2 separate regions of the Macaca fascicularis genome follow, and region 2 is linked to region 1. Evidence: chromatin contacts called from public Hi-C data. All regions are on one chromosome and are shown on one strand. The core of a region is the stretch at or near the end of the contact, and the rest is flanking DNA. Distances in the headings are between cores, read along the strand shown.

Region 1 (7,880 bases), core at 3,775-6,274:
GTGATTGCGTTGAGCCGAGATCACGCCATTGTACTCTAGCCTAGGCAACAAGAGCGAAACTGTCTCAAAAAAAAAAAAAAAAAAAAAAAAAGGAAGGAAAAAGGAAACAATCTCTTGTTCTGTCACCCAGCCTTCAGTACAGTGGTGTGATCTCGGCTCACTGCAACCTCTACCTCCTGGGTTCAAGCAATTTTCCCACCTCAGCCTCCCAAGTAGCTGGGATTACAGGCATGCACCACCACACTCAGCTAATTTTTGTATTTTTAGTAAAGATGGGGTTTCACCATGTTGGTCAGGCCAGTCTCAAACTCCTGATCTCAGGTGTTCCACCTCGGCCTCCCAAAGTGCTGGGATTACAGGTGTAAGCCACCGTGCCCAGCCTACAATAAACATTTAAAGGTGTTTTTTTGTTTTGTTTTTGGCCAAAACCAAATCTGTTTTCATCAAATTGGGTTTTCATCAAACTGGGTTCCTTTCTACTCTCTAGCATTCCATCCTTTGCACTTCTCTCAGCCCTTCCCTAGCTCCCTCTGTCTTTTGAGGCCCCTTCCTGTTGATCTTCCTGGCACTTTTTTGGGTGCATCAAGAGGCAACTTTGGCAGTGAGTCCCTTGCTCCCTGGCGTCCCAACAAGCACCCAATCCCAAATACCTTCTCCTTCTCTGCCCATCTTCTCAGACACCTCTGGTAGGAAACTATTATTTTGTTTTGTTTCAAGTTTGACTGGGGTAAAAGTACACACCATAAAGTGCATAAATCTTAAGTATATTGTGTAAGGACTTTTTAAATAACAGTAACAGTTTTATCAAAGGTACAATTCACATATCAGACAATTCATCCATTTAAAGTGGACCTGGCATGGTAGCTTACACCTGTAATCCCAGCACTTTGGGAGGCTGGGGCAGGAGGATCCCTTGAGCGCAGGAGTTCAAGATCAGCCTGGGCAACATAGGGAGACCTCGTCTCTACTCAAAGTGATATCAATTAACTGGGCATTAGTGTGTGCACCTGTAGTCTTAGGTGTTCGGAAGGCTGAGGTGAGAAGATTAATGGAGCCCAGGATTTTAAGGCTGCAGTGAGCTATGGTCACACCACTGCACTCCAGCCTGGATAACAGACTTTTACCTCTAAAAAAAAAAAAAAAAATTGTTTTTGGCTGGGCGTGGTGGCTCATACCTGTAATCCCAGCACTTTGGGAGGCCAAGGCGGGTGAATCACTTGAGGTCAGGAGTTTGAGACCAGCCTGGCCAACATGGTGAAACCCCGCCTCTACTAAAAATACAAAAATTAGCCAGGCATTGTGTCGTATGCCTGTAATTCCATATACAGGGATTTGGGAGGCTGAGGCAGGAGAAACACTGGAGCCTGGGAGGCGGAGGTTGCAATGAGCAGAGATTGCGCCACTGTACTCCAGCCTGGGTGACAGAGCGAGACTCCGTCTCAAAAAAAAAAAAAAAAAAAAAAAAATAGCCAGATGAGGTGGCAGGCACCTGTAATCCCAGCTACTTGGGAGGCAGAGGCAGCAGAATCGCTTGAACCTGGGAGGCAGACTTTGCCTCCCAGAGTTTGAGACTCCGTCTCAAAAAAAAAAAAAAAAAAAAAGAAAAGAAAAAAAATAGACTTCACAATGATTTTTTAGTATAGTCACAGATTTGTGCAACTATCACTGCAATCTAGTTCCTGGACTTTTTTTTTTTTTTTTGAGATGGAGTCTCATTCTGTCGCCCAGGCTGGAGTGCAGTGGTGCGATCTCAGCTCACTGCAACCTCCGCCTCCCGGGTTCAAGCGATTCCTCTGCCTCAGCCTGCAGAGTAGCTGGGACTACAGATGCCTGCCACCACGCCCAGCTAATTTTTGTATTTTTAGTAGAGACGGGGTTTCACCATATTGGCCAGGCTGGTCTGGAACTCCTGACCTCAAGTGATCCACCCGCCTTGGTCTCCCAAAGTGCCAGGATTACAGATGTGAGCCACCGTGCCTGGCGATCCTGGACATTTTTATCATCCCCAAAATAAACTGTGCCCATTAACACTTACTCCCTTCATCTCCATACCCGGACTGACAATCACCCATCAGCTTTCTTTCTTCGTGGATTTGCCTATTTGGGACATTTCATATGAATTGAATCATACAATATGGAGACTTTTGTGATGGTTTATTTCACTTAGCATGATGTTTTCAAGGTTCATCCATACTATAGCATTAATCAGTACTTCATTTCTTTCTTTTTCTTTCAATTTTTTTTTTTTTTTTTTTTTTCTGAGACAGAGTCTCCCTTGATCACCCAGGCTGGAGTGCAGTGGTGGCACAGTCTCAGCTCACTGAAACCCCTGCTTCCCAGGCTCAAGGAATTCTCCAACCTCAGTCTCCGGAGTAGTTGGAACTAGAGGTACACACCAGCACATCCGGCTAATTTTCATATCTTTTGTAGAGATGGGGTTTCCTCATGCTGCCCAGGCTGGTCGCGAACTCTTGGACTGAAGCAATCTGCCTGCCTTGGCCTCCCAAAATGCTGGAATTACAAGCTTGAGCCACCTTGCCCAGCCAAGAATGCTGTTCTACACAACCGTGTACAAATTTTGCATGGATGTATGTTTTCTTTTCTTTTTTTTTCTTGAGACCGGTCTCCCTCTGTCACCCAGGCTGGAGTGCAGTGGCCCAATCTCAGCTCACTGCAAGCTCCGCCTCCTGGGTTCACGCCATTCTCCTGCCTCAGTCTCCTGAGTAGCTGGGACTACAGGCGCCCGCCACCACGCCCGGCTAATTTTTTTGTATTTTTAGTAGAGATGGGGTTTCACTGTGTTAGCCAAGATGGTCTCGATCTCCTGACCTCGTGATCTGCCCATCTCAGCCTCCCAAAGTGCTGGAATTACAGGCGTGAGCCACCACACCCAGCCTGCATGGATGTATGTTTTCATTTCTCTAGGAGAAATTTCACCTAGGAGTGGAGTTTTGTATTTGTATACACCCCTGTTACCATTACTCAGATCAATAAATAGAAAATTCCCGGCCAGGCACGGTGCCTCATGCCTATTATCCCAGCACTTTGGGAGGCCGAGGCCGGCAGATCACGAGGTCAGGAGTTTGAAACCAGCCTGGCCAACATGGTGAAACCCCATCTGTACTGAAAATACAAAAATTAGCCGGGCGTAGTGGTGCATGCCTGTAGGCTCAGCTACTTGTTAGTTTGAGGCCGAAGAATCGCTTGAACCTGCAAGGCAGAGGTTGCAGTGAGCCGAGATCATACCACTGCACTCCAGTCTGGGTGACAGAGCGAGACTCCATCTCAAAAAACAAATTTAAAAAAAAGGAATAGTTTTGCTTGTTCTATTCTGTAGGAACAGATAGAATGATGCAATATATACTATTTTGTGTACGACTTCTTTCAGGCAATATCTTGAATGTTATATTCACCCATGTCATTGCATATAACCTTAGTTCATTCCTTTTCATTCTCGTGTAGTGTTCTTAATAAATTGTGAATATCTTCACAGCTTCACAATTTATTAGCCCATTCTCCAGTTAATGAACATTTGGCTTGTTTCTAGTTTCAGCCAAGTATGAATATTCTTGTTCTTGGTTAGGTATGATCTTAATTTCTATTAGGTATACACCCAGGAGTAGAATTACTGGAATGGGCTATAGAGTTTGCCTTTATTTGGCTTTTGGTTATTAAAAGTTCCAGTCATCCATGTGTACATAAATATCTCTAGCTCTCATGAGTTATTAATATTTATTTAGCCCTGGCTTTTTTTTTTTTTTTTTTTTTTTTGAGACGAAGTCTTGCTCTGTTGCCAGACTAGAGTGCACTGGTATGATCTTGGCTCACAGAAACCTACTCCTCCCAGGTTCAAGTGATTCTCCTGCCTCAGCCTCCCGAATAGCTGGGACTACAGGTGCATGCCACCATGCCCAGCTAATTTTTGTATTTTTAGTAGAGACAAGATTTCACCATGTTGACCAGGATGGTGTCAATCTCTTGACCTCGCGATCCGCCCACCTTGGCCTCCCAAAGTGCTGGGATTACAGGCATGAGCCATCGCACCCGGCCCCTGGCTTTTTTTTTTTTTTAATTAAAAAAAATTTTTTTTGAGGCAAGGTCTCACCCAGGCTAGAATGCAGTGACAACAATCACAGCTCACGGCAGCCTTCACCTCCTAGTCTCAAATGATTCTCCCACCTCAGCCTCTTAAAGTGCTGGGATAGCCAGGCACAGTGGCTCATGCCTGTAATCCTAGCACTTTGGGAGGCTGAGGCAGGTGGATCACCTGAGGTCAGGAGTTCAAGACCAGCCTGACTAACATGGAGAAACCCCGTCTCTCCTAAAAACACAAAATTAGCCGGGGTGGTGGCGCATGCCTGTAATCCCAGCTACTCGGGAGGCTGAGGCAGAAGAATCGCTTGAACCTGGGAGGCAGAGGTTGCAGTGAGCTGAGATCGCACCATTGCACTCCAGCCTGGGCAAAAATAGCGAAACTCTGTCTCAAAAAAAAAAAAAAAAAAAAAGTGCTGGGATTACAGGTGTAAGCCACTGTGCTGGCTCTGGCTTAAAAAACAAAACAATACAGTCTTTTAATTTCTTTTTTTTTTTTTTTTTTTTTTTTTTGAGACGGAGTCTCGCGCTGTCACCCAGGCTGGAGTGCAGTGGCCGGATCTCAGCTCACTGCAAGCTCCGCCTCCCGGGTTCACGCCATTCTCCTGCCTCAGCCTCCCGAGTAGCTGGGACTACAGGCGCCCGCCACCTCGCCCGGCTAGTTTTTTGTATTTTTTAGTAGAGACGGGGTTTCACCGTGTTAACCAGGATGGTCTCGATCTCCCGACCTCGTGATCCGCCCGTCTCGGCCTCCCAAAGTGCTGGGATTACAGGCTTGAGCCACCGTGCCTGGCCAGTCTTTTAATTTCTACATACAAGTTTTGGAAATTCCATCTTTTTTTATTTTTCAGTGGCCCCAGGGTGACTCAGGCACTCACTCATTAGCTGGACATCTGATTACTCAGAGAGGCTTAGATAACTGACACACTGGGAGGGGAAGTAACCAGGGAGTAACAGGGGAGTAACCAGGGAGGGAGCTATTAGGGAAGCAAGAGCAAAGGACAGTGTCTGCCACAGAAGGACACCACGCACTTTTATTTTCTAGTTGGAGTTTGGTCTTCCAAGACGGGCTTTAGACATTCATCTGATTTAATTTTTTTTCTTCTTCTTTTTTTTTTGGCACATAGTCACAAATACATTCATCTCTAACTGGAGAAATATTTGTGAAACCACTGCTAAAAGCCAGTTTCCTAATCAAAGCGACAGGCCCTGAAACACTCTGTGGATATGTCCTCAGGCCCTGAAATGTTCACATTATTTCATCAGTTCTGAAGCGAGGAGCGAGATGTTGCCAGTTATCAAGAAGAGGAAGGGTGAGGGAGGTTTGTGTGGGGAGGGGAGCAGTGGGGGGGGGGGTTGAGCAGGGAGGAAGAGGCTCAGAGATGCAGCTGACATCTGGGGACTCATACATATTCATGAGGAGGACTGGGATTGGACCAGAGGCCTCAGAGCATGCTGGGACGTTTTCCAGGCTGCCTGGTTGCCAGGCAGAGTTCCCAGGGGCCACCGCTCCCTTCTCCGGGCAGCTTCATCCCTCAGACACCTGCAGGGACCCTGCTAGTGTTTAGAGGAGGAGACTTAGGATCACTTTGTTTCAGTCTGATTTCCCAGGAAAAGCCCTTACTCAGTTCTCTCCCCTAACAACGCCTAAGGTGTGAGACCAGGCACAGTGGCTCGCACCTATATATAATTCCAGCATTTTGGAAGGCAAAAGTGGGAGGATTGCTTGAGCCCAGGAGTTTAAGACCAGCCTGGGTAACATAGCAAGACCCCTGCCTCTACAAAAAAAAAAAAAAAAGTAAAAAAATTAGCTGGGCATTCTGGTGTGTGTTTGTAGTCCCAGCTACTCGGGAGACCGAGGGAGGAGGATTGCTTGAGCCCAGGAGTTCAAGGCTGCAGTGAGCTGTGATTGTGTGACTGCACTCTAGCTTGGGTGACAGAGTGAGACCTTGCCTCACAAACAGACCGAATAAATAAATAAAAACATAACCTATGGTTCCATTTACTGGGAGAAAAATCTTTTCTCCATTGAATTTCACTTGGGTCTTTGTCATAAATCAAGTGACCATATGTATAGAATCTATTTCTGGGCTCTCTGTTCTACACATCTACCTGTTTATCCTTATGCTATTTCTCCACAGTCTTAATGAATGTGGCTTTATTTATTTATTTATTTTGAGAAAGGGTCATAGCCCACTGCAGCATCAAACTTCTGACTGGATCAAGCAATCCTCCCGCCTCACACTCCAGAGTAGCTGGGACCACAAGGGTGCACCATCACTTCCAGCTAATTTTTTTAGTTTTGTAGAGATGGGGGTCTTGCTATGTTGCTCAGGCTGGTCTTGAACTTAAGCAATCGTCCTACCTTGGCTTCCCAAAGTACTGGGATTACAGATGTGAGCCACTGCAACTGGCCTTGCCATTTTGGCTATTCTAGGTCATTACCATTTACATGTAAATTTTAGAGTCATTTAAAAAATTTCCTGGGTGGTTTTAATTCCTTATCTCCTATGGTTTCTCAGGGAACTGGCCACAGAGCAGCCCTACCCCCACAAGGTGACTTCATTCCAAATTAAGGGCCTCATTCTTAGTATCCAGTAGCCCAAATGCAGCTGACAAGGTTCTCCCAATAGTCGAATGGTTCAGAGACTGTACAGAGCAAGCCCAGACTCAGATCAGAGAATCCAGCCAGCTCTGCAGACTCCAGTTTTGACCTGCCCTTTAATAGAGACTAAGACTGTTCCATGACTAGCCAGAAACGTATATGTAAATTTAATATATGATAATGATGGCATTGGGTGCTCTGTGAAAAAGATGGATTATTCAATAAATAGGGATTGAGGTCAGGCATGGTGGCTCCCTTGGCTTTGAGAGGCCGAGGTGGGAGGATTGCTTGAGGCCAGGTGTTCAAGACCCTGTCTCTACCAAAAAATATATATATAAAATATATATATTATATATATTATATATATAAAATATATATAATATATATTATATATATAAAATATATATATTATATATATTATATATATAAAATATATATATTATATATATAAAATATATATTATATATATTATATATAAAATATATATATTATATATATTATATATATAAAATATATATTTTATATATATTATATATATATTATATATATATTATATATATTATATATATAAAATATATATATTATATATATATTATATATATTATATATATAAAATATATATATTATATATATTATATATATATAATATATATATTTTTGAGATGGAGTCTCGCTCTGTCACCCAGGCTGGTGTCAGTGGCGTGATCTTGGCTCACTGCAGCCTCCATTTTCAAGTGATTCTCCTACCTCTCCTGTAATCTGGGATTACAGGCGTGAGCCACTGCGCCCAGTCTGTGAGCCACTGAACCCAGCAAAAAAAAAAAAAAAAGATATATATATATAATATATTCCCTTTATATATTTATACAGCTACTATATATATTTTTTTATATATATTTATTTATTTTTCAATTTAACTTTTTTTTATTATACTTTAAGTTCTAGGGTACATGTGCATAACGTGCAGGTTTGTTATATATGTATACTTGTGCCATGTTGGTGTGCTGCACCCATCAACTCGTCAGCACCCATCAACCAGTCATTTACATCAGGTATAACTCCCAATGCAATCCCTCCCCCCTCTCCCTATATATATATTTATATGACCACTATAGATAGATAGATACAACTGAAAAAGATAAAATTGAAATCCCACCTTATTTATTTATTTCTTTTGAGATGG
Region 2 (7,880 bases), core at 3,714-6,213, 280 kb before region 1:
CCACCTCGGCTTCCCAAAGTGCTGGGATTACAGGCATGAGCTACCACGACTGGCCAGGAACAACTTTTTCTTAATCTAATTTTTTTTGCAGGAGACGAATGTTAGCAAATCTCCAAGTCAGAACTAGAAATCCCAGTGCAGCAAGGCCTGTGATGCACACAAGGTGGCGATGGAGGACATAGCATCTTTCAGAGCTCCCTGCTGCTGATCTTTTCAAATGAGAGAGGCATTTAATGCTGCTTCATCTTCTGGCTTTTCATCAATGTGGAGGCCCGTCCTTTAGTTTTAGCAATTCAGTGGTGCTCCAAAGAGAATTTCCCCCTCCTTGTTTTCAAATATCTCTTTCATCTGATTTCTTTTCCCTGTTACTGCATAGATCCACCCATGAGCCGAAATAATCTTCTTTGAAATAAAAATATGAATGAACAGGGCCTACCAGAACACTTGGAAAAAAAATTTTGAGTAGGTGTGTGTATTTCCTCTTTTAGACTGTAATTAGTAAGATGGAAATAATCAATCTCCCCCATAGGTTCTGTGTGTGTGTGTGTGTGTGTGTGTGTGTGTGTGTGTGTGTGTGTATTTTTTCCTTGGTGTTTTGAAAGGCCTTAAAAATTAACATGGCTGCCTCATGTAAAACCACCTTTAAACTCTAATAAAGTTTATCAAGGACCACTTATCTTCACACCACACTCACATATTTTTGGACCCAGGAAGGATTACGAAGCCATTTTAGACAGTCAGCTGGTATAGAAAAGCCAGCAGAAGAGAGAGATATTGCAAAATCCCAGAAGGGCCCCAGCTTGAGCCAGGGCTAGCGAGTGTCACGTCAGCAGCTGGGGCAGGAGGGAGATGATCTCCATCAACAAGCCTGCTGCTCCCTCTTGGGGAGATGCCTCCCAGGGGTAACTGAGGTCCAACTTAGTCATAGCTATTTTCCTCATATTTCTTCTCTGCTTCTAACTTAGGGTTGCCCAGCCAATGCTTTCTCTTGTGCCTTTTCCCTTCCTGATCCCCCATTCTTGAATAGAAGAGTAGAAAGGACGATTCCAAAGAAAAGAAGTCATAAGCCATAAATCTTTCCTTCCTATAAATGAATGTCTTGTGTGTGTACGTGTGTGTTGTCTAGACTAGATACGGATCTCTGCCTCGTAGCTTCCAACCTAAAGTTCTTTTGACCAGGCATTTTCTTTGTCTTGCTGATCCGTTCTAGAAATCCCTACTAAATGATCTTCTTTCCAGAGGGGGTTCTATAAATATTAATTCATCAGCTGCCTCATCGTGGTGCAGTGGCAGTCATGCAGTCCTATGACTAATTAATTACTGTTGCTAAAATATTAAATAACTATTCATTATGCAGTCTAAAGACTTTAAGCCCTAGATCTATGCTGTTCTCATCACTTAGGGTGAAGGACAAGAGTTCCTGGGCACCTTGACTCCTGATCTTAAAATATCATTAACAGTAGAAGACATAAGACTAAATATAGAAGAAATTTTATCTGAACTATTTAAGATGGTTTGAGTCCTGAATCTAAGCATTTAAAAATTGTGATGGGCTGGTCATAGTGGCTCACGCCTGTAATCCCAGAGCTTTAGGGAGGCCAAGATGTGAAGATCACTTGAAGCTAGAAGTTGGAGATCAGCCTGGGCAACATAGGGAGAGCCCATCTCTACAAAAATCTTTTAAAAATGAAAAAATACCAGCCTGGCCAACATGGTGAAACCCCATCTCTACTAAACATACAAAAATTAGTGGGGTGGGGTGGTGGATGCCTATAATTCCAGCTACTCGGGAGTCCGAACCAGGAGAATCACTTGAACCCGGGAGGCGGAGGTTGCAGTGAGCCAAGACCTATCCATTGCACTCCAGCCTGGATGACAGAGTGAAACTCCATCTCAAAATAAATAAATAAAATAAAATAGGCCGGGCGTGGTGGCTCACGCCTGTAATCCCAGCACTTTGGGAGGCCAAGGCCGGTGGATCACCTGAGGTCAGGACTTCGAGACCAGCCTGACCAACATGGTGAAACTCCGTCTCTATTAAAAATACGAAATTGGCTGGGCCTTTGGTGGTGCATGTCTGTAATCCCAGCTACTTGGGAGGCTGAGGCAGGAGAATTGCTTGAACCCAGGAGGCAGAGGTTGTGGTGAGCCGAGATCGCACCATTGTACTCCAGCCTGGGCAATAAGAGCGAAACTCTGTCTCTAAACAAACAAACAAACAAACAAAATTAGCTTGGCATGGTGATGTGTAGCTGTAGTCCTAGCTACTTAGAAGGCTGAGGTGGGAGGATTGCTTGAGCCCAGGAGGTTGAAGCTGCAATGAGCCATGGTTGTGTCACTGCACTCCAGCCTGGGTGACAGAAAGAGACCCTGTCTCTATTTTTTTATATTTTTTTGAGACAGAGTCTTGCTCTGTCACCCAGGCTGGAGTGCAGTAGTGCGATCTCGGCTCACTGCAACCTCAGCTTCCTGAGTAGCTGGGACTACAGGTGCACGCCACCATGCCTGGCTAATTTTTATATATTTTTTAGTAGAGAAAGGATTTTACTGTGTTGGCCAGGCTGGTCTCGAACTCCTGACTTCAGGTGATCTGCCCGCCTCAGCCTCCCAAAGTGCTGGGATTACAGGCGTGAGCCACCACACCCAGCCTTTTTTTTAATTGTGACAGACAGTTGTCAGTAGGTTTGGAAAAGGGAATGAAGGGCCAGGCACGGTGGCTCACAGAAGTTGGACATCACTTCTGCCTTCTGGGCCCAAGCGATCTTTCTGCCTCAGCCTCCTGAGTAGCTGGGACTATGGGTATGCACTAACATGCCTGGCTAATTTTTGTATTTTTTGTAGTGATGGGGTTTTGTCATGTTGCCCAAGGGGGTCTCGAGCTTCTGGGCTCAAGAGATCTGCCAGCCTTGGCCTCCCAAAGTGCTGGGATTATAGGTGTGAGCCATTGTGCCCTGCCATAATATTCCATCTTATGGATATACCATATTTTAGTTAACCAGCCCCATATTGTTGGATATCTAGATTGAAAATAGTTTTTCCTTTTGTAAACAATATTGAGCTACACAACCCTGTATATCCATCCTTGACTACGAGTCTGATTATTTCCTGCAGACAACTTCCTCAAAGTTGAATTGCTGGATGAAAGGGTATGCACCTTATTATTCTCCTGTTATTTTTATTATTATTATTTTTAAGATGGAGTCTTACTCTGTTGCCCAGGCTGGAGTGCAGTGGCACGATCTCGGCTCACTGCAACCTCCACCTCCTGGGTTCCAGCGATTCTCCTGCCTCAGCCTCCTGAGTAGCTGGGACTACAGGCATGAGCAACCATTCCTGGCTAATTTGTGTATTTTTTTTTTAGTAGAGACAGGGTTTCATCACGTTGGCCAGGCTGGCCTCAAACTCCTGACCTCAGGTGATCTGCCCACCTTGGCCTCCCAAAGTGCTGGGATTACAGGCGTGAGCCACTGCACCCTGCCTGTTTTATTATTTTTTAAGTGATAAAAATATACAAGCAATAGAGAACAATCTCATCTCAGTAGTTCCAGACCAGCCCCACACTCCCATGGCAACCCACCTTAAACATCTGGTGTTTTTTTTTTTTTTTTTCAGAAGGAATCTTGCTCTGTCGCCCAGGCTGGAGTGCAGTGGCGTGATCTGGGCTCACTGCAAGCTCCACCTCCCGGGTTCACGCCGTTCTCCTGCCTCAGCCTCCCGAGTAGCTGGGACTACAGGCGCCCGCCACCAGGCCTGGCTAATTTTTTTTGTATTTTTAGTAGAGACGGGGTTTCACCGTGTTAGCCAGGATGGTCTTGATCGCCTGACCTCGTGATCCGCCTGCCTTGGCTTCCCAAAGTGCTGGGATTACAGGCGTGAGCCACTGCGCCCGGCCTACTAATTTTTATTTTTTGTAGAGATGGGGTCTCCCTGTGTTGCCCAGGCTGGCCTCAAACTCCTGGGCTCAAGCAATCCTCCTGCGTCGACCTCCCAAAGTGCTGGGATTACAGGTGTGAGCCACCGCACCCGGCCTAGTGAGCATATATTTTTTTTTTTTTTTTGAGACGGAGTCTCGCTGTGTCACCCAGGCTGGAGTGCAGTGGCGCGATCTCGGCTCACTGCAAGCTCCGCCTCCCGGGTTTACGCCATTCTCCTGTCTCAGCCTCCGAGTAGCTGGGACTACAGGCGCCCACCACCGCGCCCGGCTAGTTTTTTGTATTTTTAGTAGAGACGGGGTTTCACCATGTTAGCCAGGATGGTCTCGATCTCCTGACTTCGTGATCCACCCGCCTCGGCCTCCCAAAGTACTGGGATTACAGGCTTGAGTCACCGCGCCCGGCCTAGTGAGCATATTTTTAAGGTGTATGTCAATTAGTGTGGAACACTGATGGAATGAACATAGCAATAATTAGAACTGCCACTCACTGAGCACACATTAAGTGTCGGGCATTGGGCACCAAGCATTGTTGACAGACGCTTTATTTTTTGTTTTGAGTGCTTACTGGGTACTAGACTTTTCAGTAAATATTAATCACCTACTATGCTATTCTACCAAGTGCTTATGAACAAGTGTGCAGCGCCTATTCTGCACCAGCCTTTCGCTTGCATCTCATTTAAACGTGAAAACAAGGAGTGATCTCTATGTTCTGCCCAGCGTGGGGGCGCGGGTCCGAGCAAGGAGTGCACACCTGAGTAGGGACAGGACCGGGGAGGCGGCGTCCTCTTCCCTGGCGCGCTGCAGAGCCAGGGCTACACTGAATGGCCAGGAGGAGAAGGGGCCGGCAGAGGTCAGGCTGAGGGCAAGCGGCAGCAAAGGGCGAGGCGGGGGTCCAGGCCACCCGGGTGGCCGGATCCGCGGAGCGGTGGGCGGGGCGGCGGGCGGGGCCTGTATTGTCCGCTCCGCGGGGCATGCCGGGAGCCCCGCCCCCAACATGGCGTCTCACTGACAGTTGGCTGCCGAGCGGCAGAGGCGGATCCTGCTCCTGAGGGCGGCGGCGGCGGCGGCGGCGGCTGCGGGGCCGGGGTCTCCCGGGCCGGGGTCGGGGGGGATGGCGACTCGGACCGCCTAGGGCGGAGCTGCACGGGCGAGGCGGCAAGCGGGTCGCCGCTGGCGGACGCGGCGGCCGCTGCCATGGACTGGTGATCGCGGCTGCTGCTGCTCCGTCTCCGCCGGCCGGGCGTCTGCTCCTCAGCTCCAAGCCCTCAGCCGGGGCCATGGGCTCGTCGGCGGCCGCGGCGGCGGCGGCGGCGGCGGCCGCTGACTCGGCGCAGTGGCTCTCGGTGAAGGAGGAGACCATCTTCCTGCACGACGGGCTGATCCGGGTCACCGACCTGGCCGAGTTGCCCAGCGAGATCCTCGGGGCCCCGGAGGCCGCCGACACCGACCTGGAGGTGAGCGAGGCGGCCCCCGGCCCCCGCCATCGGACTGGCCCACTCTCCCGGCGCCCCCGGGTCGGGCCCCTTCCTCGCCCCAGCCGCGGGCCTCGCCTCCCAGGGGCTGCCGGGGCAGGTGTGTGTGGGCGCGGGGCGGGCAGGTGGGGGCCGCGGCCGCAGGTCTGCAGACCGCCCGCCCCGCTCTCCCTCCCTCCCTCCTCTGGGCCTGGCGCCCGCCGGGGATTTCATTTGTGGTTTTCTTCTGAGCGTTCCGACACCCGGCATTTTATTAGACTAGCACCCGGCTCGGCCTTCATGCCCCGGAGGAGCCGCCGCCACCACCCGGGCCTCCCTCCCCTCCCCCACGGGCCCCCTGGACCCACTTCCAGGGCACACCCAGGTTGCTTAGCTTTGGGAACATTTTTATTTTAACGCTGTGCACCCTCCCACCCTTTTCTTCCCTAGTTCTGTGTTTTTTTTCTTTTTTCCGGGAGAGGGTAGTGGCAGCTGCGGGTCCGCGGTGGGCAATCCAGCAACTTCTCTGTGTTGTGTCTGGGATGGATTGACACGGGGCCTTTGTCAGGGAAGCGGGCGGTGTGGACAGCGAGAGGGATGCTCCAGCGGCCTTCCGTGCGCTCTTGGCGAAGGGTCACTGGCGCGTTAGGCCGCAGGGCCTTTTTGTGTGTCCGGGGGTCGCCGAGCATCCCGGGTTCAGAGCCGTGGCAGGTGCAACAGCAGATCTCATCAGTTGAGCTGCTTGGCCTTGGGGGCAGAAGGGAACCAAATGTGCTTGGTTGGTGGGAACTTTCCATCGACTTCACTTGGGTTCGTATTTGCCTAAAGGTGGGAATACTGGCAGTGGCGTTTCATGGAGGCCAGCGGATGCTGACACTGCTCCCCCTCCACTTCGTGGGATGACATTTTGATGTGTAGGTAGCATGGGGTGTCATCAAATTCTTACTGCCGTATGGAGAGCTTTCTGGGATAGGCGCAGAGAGGATGGCCTATCTTCTGGCTATAAACGGAATGTGAGGAATCTTTTGTGTTTTGCGGTTTTGCGTGCAGTTTGGCTTTACGCACAACGAACATTTATAGAAATGAATTAAAAGCCATTACTGTGTGTTTCTGGAAACGGCAGTGATCGGATCGCATTGGCCGAGACATTTGGACGTGCTTGAGATGCGAATACGTTCCTCTGTATTTTTGTGTCTGGATTTGCGGTTGCTTCAGCACTTCCGTTGTGAACTCTTAATTGACTTATTTTACAATCTAGTCACCAAAAAGAGGAGGATATGGTTGGTAGGGAATTCCTAACATGGAATCATCGTTTTATTGTGTCTCATTTGGGCCTGTTCTATAAAAAGCAAGGTGTGTCTGAGTGTCTTATCTGCCTGAAAACTCAAGGGGTATTATGCTATGATAGTGGAATCTTTTGATTTAATTGGCTGTGTTGTGTGTGAAAGGTGGGAAGTGGATGCTCTTTGTTTCTTTCTTTTCTTTTTTTTTTTACCCCCAGACCGAGTCTTCCTCTGTCGCCCAGGCTGGAGTGCAGTGGCCCGATCTCAGCTCACTGCAACCTCCGCCTCCTGGATTCAAGTGATTCTCCTGCCTGTGCCTCCCGAGTAGATGGGATTACAGGCGCGCGCCACCATGCCCGGCTAATTTTTGTATTTTTAGTAGAGACAGGGTTTCACCATGTTGGCCAGGCTGGTCTCGAACTCCTGACCTCAAGTGATCTGCCCGCCTTGGCTTCCCAAAGTGCTGAGATTACAGGCGTGAGCCACTGTGCCGTGCCTATGCTCTTTGTTTCTTAAAGACTAATCCAAGTTCACAGAACCAAAATTTATATATATGTCATTTATGTAATTTATTTTTAGGATTAGAAAGAGTAGGATTAAAGTATCTGTGCTGTTAAGTTGGTTTTCCTAAAATGTTTGTAAATGTATTGCATGAATTTGTCAGCTATTTCTACAGAAGAATGGTTTTAAAAGGAAAAACCTCTCTGGCCTGCTAGATTTTGTTTTTTTTAATTGCTTTTTGAATTTATGGTCTGATTTCTCAGAAACTAGTATGTGTATGGGTGATACACTGGTAGCAGTGCATAACTTTTTTCATTCTTTCCATGTTATACAGGCTCCATGGTCTCAGGAGAAATAGCTAAGAATATTTTTTGTGGCTATTAGATTTGTGTTTGGGTGTATTCATATATATATATAATCTTTTTATTTGTTTGTTTGTGTTTTTTTGAGACAGAGTCTCTCTCTGTTGCCCAGGCTAGAGTGCAGTGGCTCCATCTAAATCTCAACTCACTGCAACCTCTGCCTCCCAGCTTGAAGCAATTTTCCTGCCTCAGCCTCCCAAGTAGCTGGGATTACAGGCATGCACCACCATGCTGGGCTAATTTTTGTATTTTTTAGTAGAGACAAGGTTTTGTCACGTTGGCCAGGCAGGTCTCGAACTCCTGACCTCAGGTGATCCGCCTGCCTTGGCCTCCCAAAGTGCTGGGATTA

Evidence for each region. A called contact is a pair of places that touch in the nucleus more often than the background predicts.
Region 2: a Hi-C map of skeletal muscle shows a contact between it and region 1, with 5 times the contacts expected there. The contact joins the promoter of HECTD4 here to the enhancer-like site in region 1. A contact is called at or near these places in 2 of 2 Hi-C or Micro-C datasets (liver and skeletal muscle).

Annotation. Positions count from the first base shown.
Region 1 is chr11:119,024,670-119,032,549 of T2T-MFA8v1.1, reverse strand. No RefSeq gene overlaps it. Among named protein-coding and RNA genes, the nearest start is that of TRAFD1, 8.2 kb to the left of the region's middle. Within about 2 kb of position 5,024, at least 5 of the 6 cell types and tissues checked have an H3K27ac peak or open chromatin away from gene starts, as enhancers often do.
Region 2 is chr11:119,300,965-119,308,844 of T2T-MFA8v1.1, reverse strand. HECTD4 (HECT domain E3 ubiquitin protein ligase 4) reads left to right here and starts at 4,963. Exons shown (of 76, transcript XR_012420694.1): 1 at 4,963-5,388. It also overlaps the pseudogene LOC135966295.